Regions from separate parts of the Ovis aries genome. Here region 2 is linked to region 1. The links are chromatin contacts, called in public Hi-C maps. All regions are on one chromosome and are shown on one strand. The core of a region is the stretch at or near the end of the contact, and the rest is flanking DNA. Distances in the headings are between cores, read along the strand shown. Region 1 holds the start of CBX7 (chromobox 7). Region 2 holds the start of LOC121819231 (mitochondrial ribosome and complex I assembly factor AltMIEF1).

Evidence for each region. Hi-C and Micro-C count contacts between places; a contact is called where the count stands out from the background.
Region 2: a contact with region 1 is called in a Hi-C map of tail adipose tissue, with 6 times the contacts expected there. The contact joins the promoter of LOC121819231 here to the promoter of CBX7 in region 1. A contact is called at or near these places in 6 of 16 Hi-C or Micro-C datasets (blood, liver, mixed tissues and 2 more).

The regions. Positions count from the first base shown.
Region 1 is chr3:216,426,908-216,434,481 of ARS-UI_Ramb_v3.0, forward strand. It overlaps CBX7 (chromobox 7), which reads right to left and starts at 4,167. Exons shown (of 6, transcript XM_042247753.2): 1 at 3,904-4,167; 2 at 1,694-1,737. The coding sequence starts at 3,972. The region is part of intron 1 of LOC132659640 (a long non-coding RNA gene); the gene reads left to right.
Region 2 is chr3:216,747,180-216,754,753 of ARS-UI_Ramb_v3.0, forward strand. LOC121819231 (mitochondrial ribosome and complex I assembly factor AltMIEF1) reads left to right here and starts at 3,917. Exons shown (of 2, transcript XM_042247761.2): 1 at 3,917-3,992; 2 at 6,435-7,574. The coding sequence starts at 6,463. The coding sequence ends at 6,675. It overlaps TRNAG-CCC (transfer RNA glycine (anticodon CCC)), which reads left to right and starts at 3,092; the gene lies at 3,092-3,164. It also overlaps a transcript of ATF4 not described here.

The DNA.
Region 1 (7,574 bases), core at 2,917-5,416:
CTTCTGGCCACACAGGACTCCCTGAACTCCTGTTGGGGGGGGGGGTCACAAAAGGTAGTCATGAGGACCCATCTGGTGATCTCAGCATGTTAGGGAACAAGTGGGCCCCAGGGGCATGGGCATAGGCCAGCAGAACTATACAGGGACCTCTCTTGGAATGCCAGGTCCTTCCCGTGACTGAAGCTCTGATGGGCAGACATACTCATTCAGGATAAAGAAAAGTGGTGGAAGGAACTTGAAATAGACAAATACATCTGTTTAGAGAAGGGAATCTACACAGCAGGAAGAATAGCCAACAATGCCTTGAAGGCCAACAGGCTAGCGTCCACAGTCCCATGCAATCAATGTCTTTTGGTGCAGAAGCTAAGAGGGGAGTGATTACCCAGGGAGTATGCCCGCTCTGAGCACCTTCCTTTTCTAGGTTTCCACCTCCTCTTACTGCCCCTTCACCCAGACTGGAAGCCCACCTCTCCTCTGCCTAGTGGAGGAGGGGATTATCCTTCAGTCTCAGGGTGTTTGGGAAAGGGCAGCAGGAAAGGATGAGTGCATTACCTGGTTGGCCAGCCACCAGCCCTAATCAACAGTATGCCTGCAGGCCATCTGGGACACACCCCAGACCTTTCACCCCACAAAGTGAAGAAGCCTGTGAGAGGAGAGCTGGGCCTGGACTACTGAATCCATTTCGCAGAGAGGGAAGCTGAGGCAGCATGGCTGTTTTCCCCTCTGCTGCGTCTCTCACCACTGTGCGTCCAAGACACTCCCAGGGCCCAAACATCAGGTCACCCTCAACAGCAACACAGCAGAAAGCCCCTGGCACAGATAGCAGGGGCTCTGGAACCAGGGGGGACTCCAGGAATCTATCTCTAGGAAGCCAGGCAGGGAGGTGGGGTGCCCACAGGCCAATGGGGAGGCCCCACGACCTGCTCATTCCCTCCCCTCCCTGCAACAACTCCTGCTGGGAGGTGATTGGTTGGTGAGAAGGTTCCTGATTTGGGCTCAGCGGGAGAGGCGGGGCAACTGGGAGAGGTCCTAGACCCAAGTTGGCCCGCCTCCCAACTGGGAGATGGAGGAGGCAAGGAAGAGGGGCTCACTTCAAGCCCCAACTCTGCCTTCCCCTTGCTGTGTGACCTAAGGCCAGCTGCTTACCTTCTCTGAACCTGTTTCCTCATCTTTGGAGATGAGGCCCACAGCTGTCTCACAAGTCTGTGGGGGAACCTGCTCTGCACACTGGAGAGTGCTAGCCAAAGGTGGCTCTGTCCCCAGCTCTATGGCACTGAAGACTCATGCCCCACTGGCTAAACTTGTCTTGCTCAATGTCACAAACTTCCACCTGCCACTGGTACATGCTGCAGCTTGAGTGCCCCTCCACCTTGCAGGGGGCCATTTCTGAAGCCAAGATGCTGGGTCTTCACCACTGAATGCCAGGAGAGGCCAGAAGCAGGGGAGCAGAGGCTCCAACCAGAAGATGGAGCACAGCTCTGAAGGGAAGCTGGCACCCGCCTTGACCCTCATATGCTGCAAATCTCTCAGCTGGCAGAGGGGAAACTAAGGCCTAGAAAGAGGACAATTTAATCAAGGTCAGCTGGCCAATTACTAGAGCAGCTGGAGTGAAAAGTGAGGCAGGAGAGCCGGGAAAAGGCAGATGGAAGGAGGTACAGGTAGGCAGACAGACACACACACAAAGGAGCCTTACTTTGGGGGCCATCCTTTCCACTTCACCAAGTATTCAACTTTACCCTGGGGAGAAAGAGAGAAGGAGACACAGTGAGATACACAGATGCCCCGAGGACCACTTGCAGGGCTGAAGGCCCAATCCCCTCTGCAGACAGAAGTCCCCCAACACATATACACAAGATCCCCATCAACCAGAGATCCTCAGTCTTTGGCTGCTCCATGTCCATCCCAGACCATCCTCCCTGCTAGAGCACAGGTGTGCACTGGGCCCTCCCTACACACCTCAGTGGTACCTGTGGTACAAGCTTGGAGCCCATGTCACGTGTGGGGAATGTGCATGGCCAAAGATCCAGTGTCCAGTGTGCCAGTGCAAAGACCATAATTCTCTTTTTTTAAATTAGAAGACTCTCCAAGTCCTAGAAAACTCCTCATTGCGGAGTCCCCCAGGCCTCTAGCCCCATCAGCCCCATCCCTGTGAGACAGTGCCTCTGGCCCAGAGTGGACAGGCTAGTGACTCCAAGACTCTCAACTTACTCTCAAGTCAAAAGACCCTGGCAGGACCCCAGAGAAGGCAGACAATCCTCACCGTAAGAAACAGTGCTCATCCCTCCCTCCAGGAGTGAGAAAATAAGAGCCAGGTTCCTCCCTTCCGCACAGGTGACAGGGGCCTTCCCAATCTGACAAGTGGTACCCCTCCACACTAGAACTTTAAGACCAAGATAATGTCATCTCCTCAAAGAAGCCTGCCCTGGCCACCCTCCCTCCCACCTTACAGTTCTCTTTCTGTGTGGCACACAACCCCAGTGGAAAGCATCTGTTTACTTCCTCTTTTGCTGCCTGTCTCCTCTACCAGAATGCCAGCTCCACAAAGCCTGGGGCTCCCTCCCCTGGCACTTAGACTGGTGCCTGGTATATAAGAGGTCCTCAAAATTTTGAATGAATGTGAAAGGAACAATGCTCCTCACTCTCTGGCACTACGGCCCCCTGTAGAAAGGGGTAATTAATGTACCTGCTTAGGGTACACTGCATGGAAAGCATTGGGTTTTGAGGAACAAATTCAAATTAAGGAAACTCTGAGCGAAGGGAGAAGGAGAAGGGGCAGCCCCGACATGAAGACAAAACTCAACCCCATTGGAGTTGGGGGAAGAAAAGAAAAGGTCATGGCCTACTTTGACCCCGTTACCCTTAGCCCAAGATAACAGAGCTGAGTTTTCTCCCTTGAAAGATGAGTTGGCAATGAGCCAACTTGAACTCCGGCTCTGCACTCATCTCTAACTTACTGTTTGACCTTGGTCAGGTCACTTCCCCAGCGCGGGCCTCAGTTTGTGCCTCCGTCAAATGGGAGGAGGTGAACTCCTGCCCTGCCGCTAGAGCCTCTCAAGGGGCGGCAGGGAGGAGATAAAAGGATAGTGGTTCTAAGTGTTGGGACAGGAAATTTCCCCAAAGCCTTCCAGTCCCAACTTCCAGCCTGGGGCCAGACTACTTTGCAAACGTGTGCACCGGAAATGGGCATGGCCAAAGTCCAGGCCCGAGGCGCAGGGACAAAAACACAAGAGAACAGATGCCTCCTTAAATCGCTGGGTGTATGTTTGGGAGGCGAAGGCAAAGGGGGAGGAGCTTTGAGGATGCCGAAGCGCCGTAGGCGGCTTCACCGAGCCGCCGGGCGGAGCTGGGAGTCGGGGAGGGGAAGACTGAGGGGGTGTGCACTGGAAGTCGGGGAGAGACGCGGAGGTGGGGGTGTAGAGGGGATCGGAAAAGGTCGAAGTCCAGCAGTTAAACTTAAGAGGCGGGAGGAGGCTTTTCCAAAGCTCCGCCTCCAACTTCAAAGGACTTGGCACCAAGAGTAGACAGTCCTGAGTTCGAGACCCAGCTCCAATGCGAACACACGAGGCAAGCCGTTTCTTCAACTTGGGCCTCAGTCTCCCCATATTTAATGAGAGGAGGGTGAGAACGGATAGCGTTCGAGGTCCCTCCAGTCCGATCCTAATCTCCAGCTCTGGCTGGCTCAGCTGCCCTCAGCATCCTGGGGCGACAACTTTTAATTCTACGCTCCCTACAAGGTGGCGGGGGAAACTGAGGCACGGGCTGGGGATACGGGCCCGGCAGCGCGGGGCTGCCTGGGTCCCCCCGCCCCCACTTTCTCCCTCGCCTCCAGGGTAGAGGAGACAGTACTGGGGACAGAAGGGGACCCCACAGGGGTCCTGGGAGCCGCCCCCCGGGCAGCCTCACCTTCCGCACGCGCTTCTTCCGGATGCTCTCTACGGCGAACACCTGCTCGCCGATGGCTGACAGCTCCATGCGGGGCGGCGGGCGAGCGGGCCCGGGGCCGGGCCGGGCCGGGGGCGGAGCTGCGGGGCCGCGGCTGCGGCGCGCGATGCTCGGGCCGGCGGGGTCCCCGTCACCCTCGCCCGGGCGCGCACGCGCACGCGCACGCGCGCACACCCCCTCGCGCTCCCTCACGCCGCCGACGTTCCATTTTTGAACCTGCGCAACGTTTTCCTCTGCGCGAGCGAGCCCGCGGGCGAGCGCGCCGGGCGGGGGCGAGGGCGGGGCGGGGCGGGGCGGAGCGGGGGCTCGGCTCCCGTCTAGCCGGCCACGCCCCTCCCTGGCTCCGCCTCCCGCTCGGGCCCGCCCCTCTGGAGGTCCGCCCCCGGGCCTCGCGCGCGGCGTGTCTCTCCAAAGCCGGCGGCCCGCGGGACTTATTTGGCAGGGGCTCCGCTAGGCGGGTGTGTTGGACGAGATATTAGCACCCAGGAGTGTTTTCTTAAGTCCTCCCGGTGGCTCTGAGGGTCTGGAAACGGCCTGGCCCCGGCTGGGCATACGAGGGCCCGGGGGAGAGCGGTGAGGCCATTTGCCTCGCCTCTCAACAAAGAATAGACGAGATCGCGGCGCGGACCCTCGGGCGTCAGGAGGGCGGGGACGGCCAAGGTTTCCAACCTGTCAGGGTGTCTCAGTACCACGGTCTCTCTGGATCCAGGCTCCGGAGCGGTGTGGCTTGCCGGTCCTGAGCCGGCGCCTCCGCGTCCATCCTTAACGTCCGTCTGTCCGTCTGGGCGGTTGTGCTGAGACGCCTGGTCCCCAGGCGGCCGCTGCCTCAGGGGCCCCCGCTAGGCAATACTTGGCGGCAGGTATGGCCGCAGCGAATCTAGGGTGAGCAGCGGGACGGATTTTGACGCCACGCAGCCCCAAGTCCCCAGTGACACGCACTTGACACTCTGCACGTAGTAGGTGTTCGACTCTGTGGAATGGATGGATCTTGAGATCTCACACAAATCCATTCATTATCCCCATCCACTCCAACACGGTTCTGTCTGTCCTACGGCGCCAGCTTTCCATCTTCACTAGGAACCCGAGTCATCCGTGCCCCTTGGGCTCCCAACCGCCTGCCTGCGTTGACCCCCCAAGTCCTGCCTCTCTGACCTCCTCCCATCCACACCCCTTGTCCTTTCTCTGGACTGCAGCAACTGCCTTCTCACTTCTCAATGCCCTCCGAGTCCACAGTGCCCGAGTGCGCTTTCTAAAATGCAGATCTGACTGGATCACCTTAGTGCTTTAAAACCTTCCATAGCTCCCTGTGCCCCTCAGAATAAAGTCCAGACGCCTCTGCCTGGCGTCCGGGGTAGAAAAAGAGAAAAGAAAAAGAAATGATTTGCACGGACTTTTTATCAGGAGCAACGGAAGCCCGGAGGCGGTAGAATGATACCTTCAAAGCACTGAAAGAAAATAACCATCATCTTAGAAACTGAGTGAAATTTTATTTCAAGATTTATGTACCCAGTGAAAATGTCTTTCAGAACAAGGGGAAATGATAACATTTACAAATACAAAAACTGACTTTGCCAGTAGCAGACCCTCCCTAAAGGAAATTCCAACGGAAGAACTTCAGGCTGGAGGAAGATGATCACAGACAGAGGTCTGATGAAACAGAGAATAAAGAACAATGAAGAACATTGATAATACAATAACAATGTCTTCTGGATAAAAATAGAATTAAAATACACAACAATGGCATAGAACTTGGGTGAATGGATTAAAGTGTTCTATCTTTCTATTCCTCAGAAGGAAAACGAAAATAGATAGCAAATATACTTAAACTCTGATGAGTTAAGACTGTAAGTTGTCATTAACAGGGTAAACAGAAAGAATGGAAATGCAGTATATAGTATTTAGCCAGATTATTAGAGGGGAAAAACAGAATGAGAAAATCAATCCAATCAATCCTAAAACAAGCAAGAATGGAGAGAAAAATACAAGATAGGTGGGACAAATAAATAAGTTATAAATTCAAATGTACTATAAAACAATGCAAGTGGACTAAATGTTGTAGTTAAAATACGAAGATTACCAGGCAGGATAAAAATCCAACTACCTGTAATTTACAAGAGACATCCACAAGAAACATTTCCAAAACAAAGACACTGAAAGGGTGAAAGGAAATGCGTAGTTAAAAAAAAAAAAAATCTTATAATACAAAGGCTAAGGAAAAGAAGACTGGTGCAGTTATTTTAGTATCAGAAAAAAATCAGTAGAGATTAAAAGGTCACTGAAAATGGTCCAACTGACCAGAAAGAAAGAACAATTTCAAACTCATATGTAAAGACCATAGTCTTAAAAAAAAAAAAAAAAAAAAAAGAGAACTCTACAGAGAAATAGAAAAACCCACAATTATAATGGGAGATTTAAAAACACATCCCTCTGTAATCAACAGAACAAGCAGAAATACATTTAATGATAATATTAAGAAACTTGACTAGGGGACTTTTACAGAGCAGTGTAGCTACAAGTGCAGAATATTCTCCTTTCAAGACATAGGAGATATTCACAAAAGCAGCAAAGTTAAGGGCAGAAAGTTATCAGCAAAAGCAACAGTTATTTCTATGAAAACACTAGTTGCATTGAATTTTTCCATGGACAGAGGAGCCTGGTGGGCTACAGTCCATAGGGTCACAAAGAGTAGGACACAACTGAAACAGCAGGCAGGCATACCTCAATTTGAAAATCCTGGGGAAAATGCTACCATTCATTAGCAATAAACACTGCAAAGCAAAAGAAAAAAAAATCAGTTAACGTAATTCACCATTAGTTAAGGAAACAAGACATATTGTTATTACAAAAGATACATGGAACGTTCAAGATCTGTTTATGTTTTAAAACCTGTAGCAAATTAGGAATACAAGAGAATGACTTTATCCTGGTAAAAGTATCTACAAAAATCCTACAGCAAATATTCTAATTAATAGTGAAATGTTGAGATTAGTAAAAAGGCAAGGATGATTGCAATCCCCATTTACATTAAACATGGCACAGAATATATTCTAGACCTGTGTTATCCAATATGGTAGCCACTAGCCCCCTATTACTACTGAGATCTTGAAATGTGACTAGTCTGAATTGATGTGTAAGAGTAAAATTAAACATGTTGAATTTTAAATAGTACCAAAAAAAACCCATACCATAAAATGGTCTCATTAATAATTGTATGTTGATCACATATTGAATATTTTAATAGATTGGGTTACATGAACTATTTACAAAAATTCATTTCACCTGCTTTTTAACATTTTTAGCATGGCTATTAATTTTGATTTTAAAATATACCTGTGGTCTGCATTTATGACTCACATTAGATTTCCGAACAGTGTTGACTAGACAGTAAGATAATAAATGAAACTAAGGGAAAGGGATTAGAAATAAAACTGTCACTATTTTCTGGTTTTGTGTAGAAAATCCAAAATTTCTTCAAAATATTATTAGAATTGAAAAGGCATGTTAGCAAAATTGTTGGATTTAAAAAGTCAGTATACAAAAATCTGTTGTGTTTTGTATTCCCCTATGCAGCAGTAAATAATTAGAAAATATCACTTTTAGTATAATAAAAATATGTAAAGGACCTAGAAATA
Region 2 (7,574 bases), core at 2,667-5,166, 320 kb after region 1:
TTTTTCACTCTCCTCTTTCACTTTCATCAAGAGGCCCTTTAGCTCCTCTTCACTTTCTGCCATAAGGGTGGTGTCATCTGCATATCTGAGGTTATTAATATTTCTCCTGGCAATCTTGATTCCAGCTTGTGCTTCATCCAGCCCAGCATTTCTCATGATGTATTCTGCATAGAAGTTAAATAAGCAGGGTGACAATATACAGCCTTGACGTACTCCTTTTCCTATTTGGAACCAGTCTGTTGTTCCATGTCCAGTTCTAACTGTTGCTTCCTGACCTGCATACAGGTTTCTCAAGAAGCAGGTCAGGTGGTCTGGTATTCCCATCTCTTTCAGAATTTTCCACAGTTTATTGTGATCCACACAGTCAAAGGCTTTGGCATAGTCAATAAAGCAGAAATAGATGTTTTTCTGGAACTCTCTTGCTTTTTCGATGATCCAGTGGATGTTGGCAATTTGATCTCTGGTTCCTCTGCCTTTTCTAAAACCAGCTTGAACATCTGGAAGTTTACAGTTCACGTTTTGCTGAAGCCTGGCTTGGAGAATTTTGAGCATTACTTTACTAGTGTGAGAGATGAGTGCAATTGTGCGGTAGTTTGAGCATTCTTTGGCATTGCCTTTCTTTGGAATTGGAATGAAAACTGACATTTTCCAGTCCTGTGGCCACTGCTGAGTTTTCCAAACTTGCTGGCATATTGAGTGCAGCACTTTCACAGCATCATCTTTCAGGATTTGAAATAGCTCGACTGGAATTCCATCACCTCCACTAGCTTTGTTCATAGTGATGCTTTCTAAGGCTCACTTGACTTCACATTCCAGGATGTCTGGCTCTATGTGAATGATCACACCATCGTGATTATCTGGGTCGTGAAGATCTTTTTTGTATAGTTCTTCTGTGTATTCTTGCCACCTCTTCTTAATATCTTCTGCTTCTGTTAGGTCCATACCATTTCTGTCCTTTATCGAGCCCATCTTTGCATGAAATGTTCCCTTGGTATCTCTAATTTTTTTAAAGAGATCTCTAGTCTTTCCCATTCTGTTGTTTTCATGTATTTTCTTGGACTGATTGCTGAGGAAGGCTTTCTTATCTCTCCTTGCTATTCTCTGGAACTCTGCATTCTGATGCTTATATGTTTCCTTTTCTCCTTTGCTTTTCGCTTCTCTTCTTTTCACAGCTATTTGTAAGGCCTCCCCAGACAGCCATTTTGCTTTTTTGCATTTCTTTTCCATGGGGATGGTCTTGATCCCTGTCTCCTGTACAATGTCATGAACCTCCATCCATAGTTCATCAGGCACTCAGTCCCTTAAATCTATTTCTCATTTCCACTGTATAATCATAAGGGATTTGATTTAGGTCATACCTGAATGGTCTACTGGTTTCCCCTACTTTCTTCAATTTCAGTCTGAATTTGGCAATAAGGAGTTCATGATCTGAGCCACAGTCAGCTCCTGGTCTTGTTTTTGCTGACTGTATAGCGTTTCTCCATCTTTGGCTGCAAAGAATATAATCAATCTGATTTCGGTGTTGACCATCTGGTGATGTGCATGTGTAGAGTCTTCTCTTGTGTTGCTGGAAGAGGGTGTTTGCTATGACCAGTGTGTGCTCTTGGCAAAACTCTCTTAGCCTTTGCCCTGCTTCATTCCATACTCCAAGGCTAAATTTGCCTGTTACTCCAGGTGTTTCTTGACTTCCTACTTTTGCATTCCAGTCCCCTATAATGAAAAGGACATCTTTTGGGGGTGTTCTAAAAGGTCTTGTAGGTCTTCATAGAATCATTCAACTTCAGCTTCTTCAGTGTTACTGGTTGGGGCATAGGCTTGGGTTACCGTGATATTGAATGGTTTGCCTTGGAAATGAACAGAGATCATTCTGTTGTTTTTGAGATTGCATCCAAGTACTGCATTTGTTGACCATGATGGCTACTCCATTTCTTCTGAGGGATTCCTGCCCGCAGTAGTAGATATAATGGTCATCTGAGTTAAATTCACCATTCCAGTCCGTTTTAGTTTACTGATTCCTAGAATGTCTACGTTCACTCTTGCCCTGTCCTGTTTGACCACTTCTAATTAGCCTTGATTCATGAACCTAACATTCCAGGTTTCTATGCAGTATTGCTCTTTACAGCATCGGACCTTGCTTCTATCACCAGTCATATCCACAACTGGGTGTTGGTTTTGCTTTGGCCCCATCCCTTCATTCTTTCTGGAGTTATTTCTCCACTGATCTCCAGTAGCATATTGGGCACCCACCGACCTGGGGAGTTCCTCTTTCAGTATCCTATCATTTCTGCCTTTTCATACTGTTCATGGGGTTCTCAAGGCAAGAATACTGAAGTGGTTTGCCATTCCCTTCTCCAGTGGACCACATTCTGTCAGACCTCTCCACCATGACCCATCCGTCTTGAGTGGCCCCTCACGGCATGGCTTAGTTTCACTGAGTTAAGACAAGGCTGTGGTCCGTGTGATCAGATTGGCTAGTTTTCTGTGATTATGGTTTCAGTGTGTCTGCCCTCTGATGCCCTCTCCCAACACCTACCATCTTACTTGGGTTTCTCTTACCTTGGATGTGGGGTATCTCTTCACGGCTGCTCCAGCAAGGCACAGCTGCAGCTCCTTACCTTGGACGAAGTCGCCCCTCCTGACCTTGAATGTGGAGTAGCTCCTCTCAGCCCTCTTGCGCCCGCGCAGCCGCCGCTCCTTGGACGTGGCCTTGCTCCTCTTGGCTGCCGCCCCTGACCTGGACGTGGGTTAGCTCGTCTCGGCCGGTGCCCCTGACCTTGGACACCTTCCTGCTAGATGCCTTTTAATCCTCACAAAGGCTGAGAGGGGCTGAGAGGGGTTAGGAAAGTTGCCAGAGGGCAGGCTGCTCTCTTTAAAGTAGAGCTGAATTTGGAGCAGGTTGGGCCTGATTCCAAAGCCTACCTCTTCCCCTCCCCTTCTGAGATGCTGAGCTGGGAAAAAGGGGAAAGAGGGCTGACAGATTCCATAAGGACATGGCTCTTGCCCTCAAATCTGATGAGAGACTAAAAGTAATGGAGAAATTAAAAAGCAGTGCCTAGCAAATAACAGGAGCCAGTAAACATGTTTGTGGACTTCCCTGGTGGTCCAGCGGCTAAGATTCTGCACTCCCAATGCAGGGGGCCCAGGTTCCATTCCTGGTCAGGGAATTAGATCCTACAAGTCACAACTAAGAATTGGCATTCAGCAACAAATATCCTGAGCGCCCCAACTAAGACCCGGATTAGCCCCCCCCCTCCAAAAAAAAAAAAACACCCCAAACAACACATTTCCTTGAAGGAGTGAAGCCCTAACTGGGATGTGCAAACAGTTCTGTGGGACTCAAAGGAGACACCTAGGTGTGTTGGATAGGGGCGCGGAATGAGCTGGAGACTTCTAGAGGGGATGTTTGAGGAGGACCTTGGATGGTAGGTCTTTAACAGCGGTAACAGCACGGAAGGATAAAAAATGAGCAATCTGGAAGACCTTTAAAAGCCACGATAGGGAACATCGTTAGTGCTAAACCTCCCCAGGGACCCTCCACGGCTCCAGCCCGAGATCAGCAAACAGCGCTGGGGCATGACAGGTTACAGGGCTGACAGGAGGTTGGGGGACCAGCCCGCACAGCGGCTGATCCAGCCCACACAACGCTTTCCCCCTCTCCCCCACCGGGCCCTCTGGGCGGGGACCAAATGGCCTGGCCAGGCCCACCCTTGGGTGACGTCACGCATAGAGGCGGGACTCAGGACTGTGGGGCGGGGCCCCGAGAGGGGGCGGGGCCCGATGCGGCTCCTGGCCCCACCCTGAGAGAGGCCTAGGCAGGGGAGACCGGAAGTCCTCCAGCCACCGTCTGCCTCCCGGCTCCCTTCGGTTCCTCCTCTCAGGTCCGGGCGCAAGGTCGTGGCCCGGAAGTAAAGGGGCCATGTTGGTGGGTGACCCTAGAAGAGGTACCGGGCGAGAGGCGAATCTCGAGTAGAGGGAGTGCGCGCGGTCCTCAGGTGAGCGCGGGGAGGAGTGAAGGCCGGGGTTGGGGGTTCGCCACGCCCTCTTTTCAGGGTCGCTGTTTGGGTCCCTAGCCCGGCCGGGGCCCACACTATCGGCCTGGCCACCGGGGGTCTCTCCCCAGCCTGCCCTGGATTTTCCCCTGGAGGCCGCTCCGGGGCCTCTCCCCAACCTCCGGAGCTCTCCCGGTGCCCCAGAGCCGGCCTGCCCCAGCCTCAGGGTCTCTCTACCCCGGTTCGGTGCGATCCCCCCAGGTAGGGGGAGGACCTGGGGACCCTCCAGGGCCCACCCGCCCATTCGCCGGTCGACCTTGTAACAGCTCTTGCATGCCAGTCGCCTTCTACTTCGTAAAACACTTTTCTGTTGATTTCTGGATTCATCTGTCCCACTCAGGGAGACTTGGCGCCGAGGGGCGCTCTTCTGCAGTTGAGGGTAAAGGGACGAGGACGGTGGCTTGCTCACGCTCGCGCAGCAGGCTCGCAAGGCCGGAGGCTGACGGTAGCTGACTTTGGGCCCAAAGTCCAGACCGTTTTACCAGTCAGATACCTTTCCCATTCAGTCTCATATATTTATTTCAGAAAGAGGGGTGATCATTTTTTCCACACAGGGACATTGTGAGCGTCCTTTGTTAAGTTTATTTTTTGAGCCCTGGGTATGTGCCAGGCGCTGAACTGGGAAAGTTTGTACAGCACCTTAGAAGTGCTGTATGCATGGGCAGATCCCAGCAAACGGTAGTTTTCATTCCACAGGCAGGCAGAGTCGGGGTCGGAAGTGCACCCCCCTTTACAGCCCTGCTTGTTGGTGAGTTACTTCTCTCTGGGAGCATCAGTTTCCTCTGCTTAAAATGGAGATACTGGTGACACTAGAATTGTTGATGGAATGAGATGTCACGTGGGACCTGCTTGGCCAGTGTGTGCTATAACAGTAAACAATCAATAAACATTAACCATTGTTGTTATGAACCCTGTCCACTTCATAAGTTCCTCAGTTTAAATGTGATAATGGATGACAAAGCACTTTACAAATGATAACACTCCTTGGTTCTGTAAGGGTTTATTGTTACTGAAGGCAGATGATGGTGGTTTATGTGTAACTAAATCTGATACTTATTGAGCACTTACACACAAGGGGAGGTAGCATTAATCATAGCTGCCACGATATGGCTTGGCATATGCTGAGTGCTATTCTAACCACTTTTAATCCTCATACTAACCATATGGAAAATACAGTTTTAATCCTCATTTTACAAATGAGGAACTAAGGTAAGCCCAGAGAGGTTAAGAAACTTGCCCAGGGTAATCAGCTTACTAAGTGTTGGTGCTAGGATTCAAGTATGACTGAGGCCCCTTGTGGTGAAGTTACATTATGTGTGCTTCTTCCCTGGTGGCTCAGATGGTAAAGAATCTGCCTGCAGTGCAGGAGACCGGGGTTCAACCCTTGGGTCGGGAAGATCTGCTGGAGGAAGAAATGGCAACCCCCTGCAGTTGCCTAGAGAAGCTAGGCTCCAGAGGAGCCTGGTGGGCTCCAGTCCATGGGATCACAAAGAGATGGACATGACTGAGCAACTAATATTTTCACTTTCTTTCACTTTACATGCGATATCTCAGGCAAGTTTCAAAATAATCCTGTGGGGTAAGTACTATTAGCATAAAAGTACATAGCGGTATATAAATGTAGATAGCATTATTTCTATTTTACAAGCGAGGAAACTGATGCTCAAAGAGGTTATGTACTTTGCCCAAAATCATATGGCACGTAAGTGGCAGAGCCAAAATTCAGGCGCAGGTAGTCCAGCTTCCAGTCCCTGACCTTTCAGCATAACTGGTAGTTTCCCAGGAGCAGGAGTCTGTAGGCTGGGATCTAGTCCCGGCCCTGCCACTAAGTCACAGTGTGACCTTGAGGGGGTCTCTGAGACCTGGATTAAGAACTACAGAATTACTGGTGAATCAGACGGTAAAGAATGCCTGCAACAAGAGAGACCTGGGTTCAATCCCTGGGTCAAGAAGATCCCCTGGAGAAGGGAATGGTTACCCACTCCAGTATTCTTGCCTGGAGAACCCCAGGGACAGAGGAGCCTGGCAGGCTACAGTCCATGGGTTTGCAGAATCAGACACGACTGAGCAGCTAACACTTTCACATTTCACTTTCATAGGTCCTTCTGGGCTTTCCTGGTGACTCAGCGGTAAAGAATCCACCTGTCAATGCAGGAAATGTGGGTTCGATCCCTGGGTGGGGAAGATCCCCTTGGAGAAGGAAATGGCAACCCACTGCAGTATTCTTGCCTGGAGAATCCCATGGACTGAGGAGCCTGGCGGGCTATAGTCCAAAGGGTCACAAAGAGTCGGACACAACTGAGCAACTGAACGAGAACAACAGTGTAGTTCCCTTCTATCATTAATTCTGACTCTAGGCTTCTCTTTCTTCCCTCCTGTGTATAGCTTGACGCCCAGCCCCTGTCAGTCCCTCATGGCCTCATGGAGCCGAGAGGCGGTGCTGAGTCTCTACCGGGCTCTGCTTCGCCAAGGCCGACAGCTTCGCTACACTGATCGAGACTTCTACCTTGCCTCCATCCGCCGTGAGTTCCGGAAAAACCAGAAACTGGAGGATCCCGAGGCCCGGGAGAAGCAGCTGGAAAAGGGCCTGGTCTTCCTCCACAGCAAGCTAGGAGGGATCATTTAGTGTCCTCTCCTTTCCCCTCCCATCCTAATTCCAAGGGAAAGAGGACACAGGTGCCTTCCAGAGACACACCTGCCTCTCTCCCACCTCCACCTCACAGATGCATTAAGAAGCCTCAGGTAGGTAGGCCTCTGTTCTAGGTTTCATTTTTTCTGATACAGGGGACCAGGAAAGGGAGAATCTTTCTTTTTAGTGGCCAAAGCTCTTTAGGCATACTGAAGGAAATATCAACATAACAGAATGGTCCCTTATAAAATGCTCCCAGTTAAAAAGGCCCTTAGTTTCAAGTCCTACTAGGAGATCATTTTTCTTCATACAACATTAAATGTATGAAAATGCTAGAAAAGTTACTGGTTAAAACTTAGGTCTTGTTCCATCTGGCTCATTCTTCAGTGGATTCAGTTCTCTTGAGGGTTAGATCACGTTCTTCCAAACATAACGATGTGGTTTAGTCACTGAATCCAGTCCTACTCTTTGTGACCCCATGGACTGTAGCCCACTGTGGCTCCTCTGTTCATAGAATTCTCCAGGCAAGAATACTGGAGTGGGTTGCCATTTCTTTCTCTGGGGATTTTCCCAACCTAGGGATTGAACCCAGGTCTCCTGCACTGCAGGCAGATTCTTTACCAACTAAGCCACTGGGAAGCTGTAAATATAACTATACTCTGTTTCAAAAGTCTCTAAAGCAAGCATAGTGTCCAGCCCTCAGAGGACTGCCTTCGTGCCACTGCTGCTAACAACTGTGGGATTTAGGGCAAATCACTCAATCTGTCTAGGCCTCCATTTCCTCTTTTGTAGATGAAATAGCATCCCACTCCAGTACTCTTGCCTGGAAAATTCCATGGATAGAGGAGCTTGGCGGGCTACAGTAGGGTCGCAAAGGGGACACGACTGAGCACCAC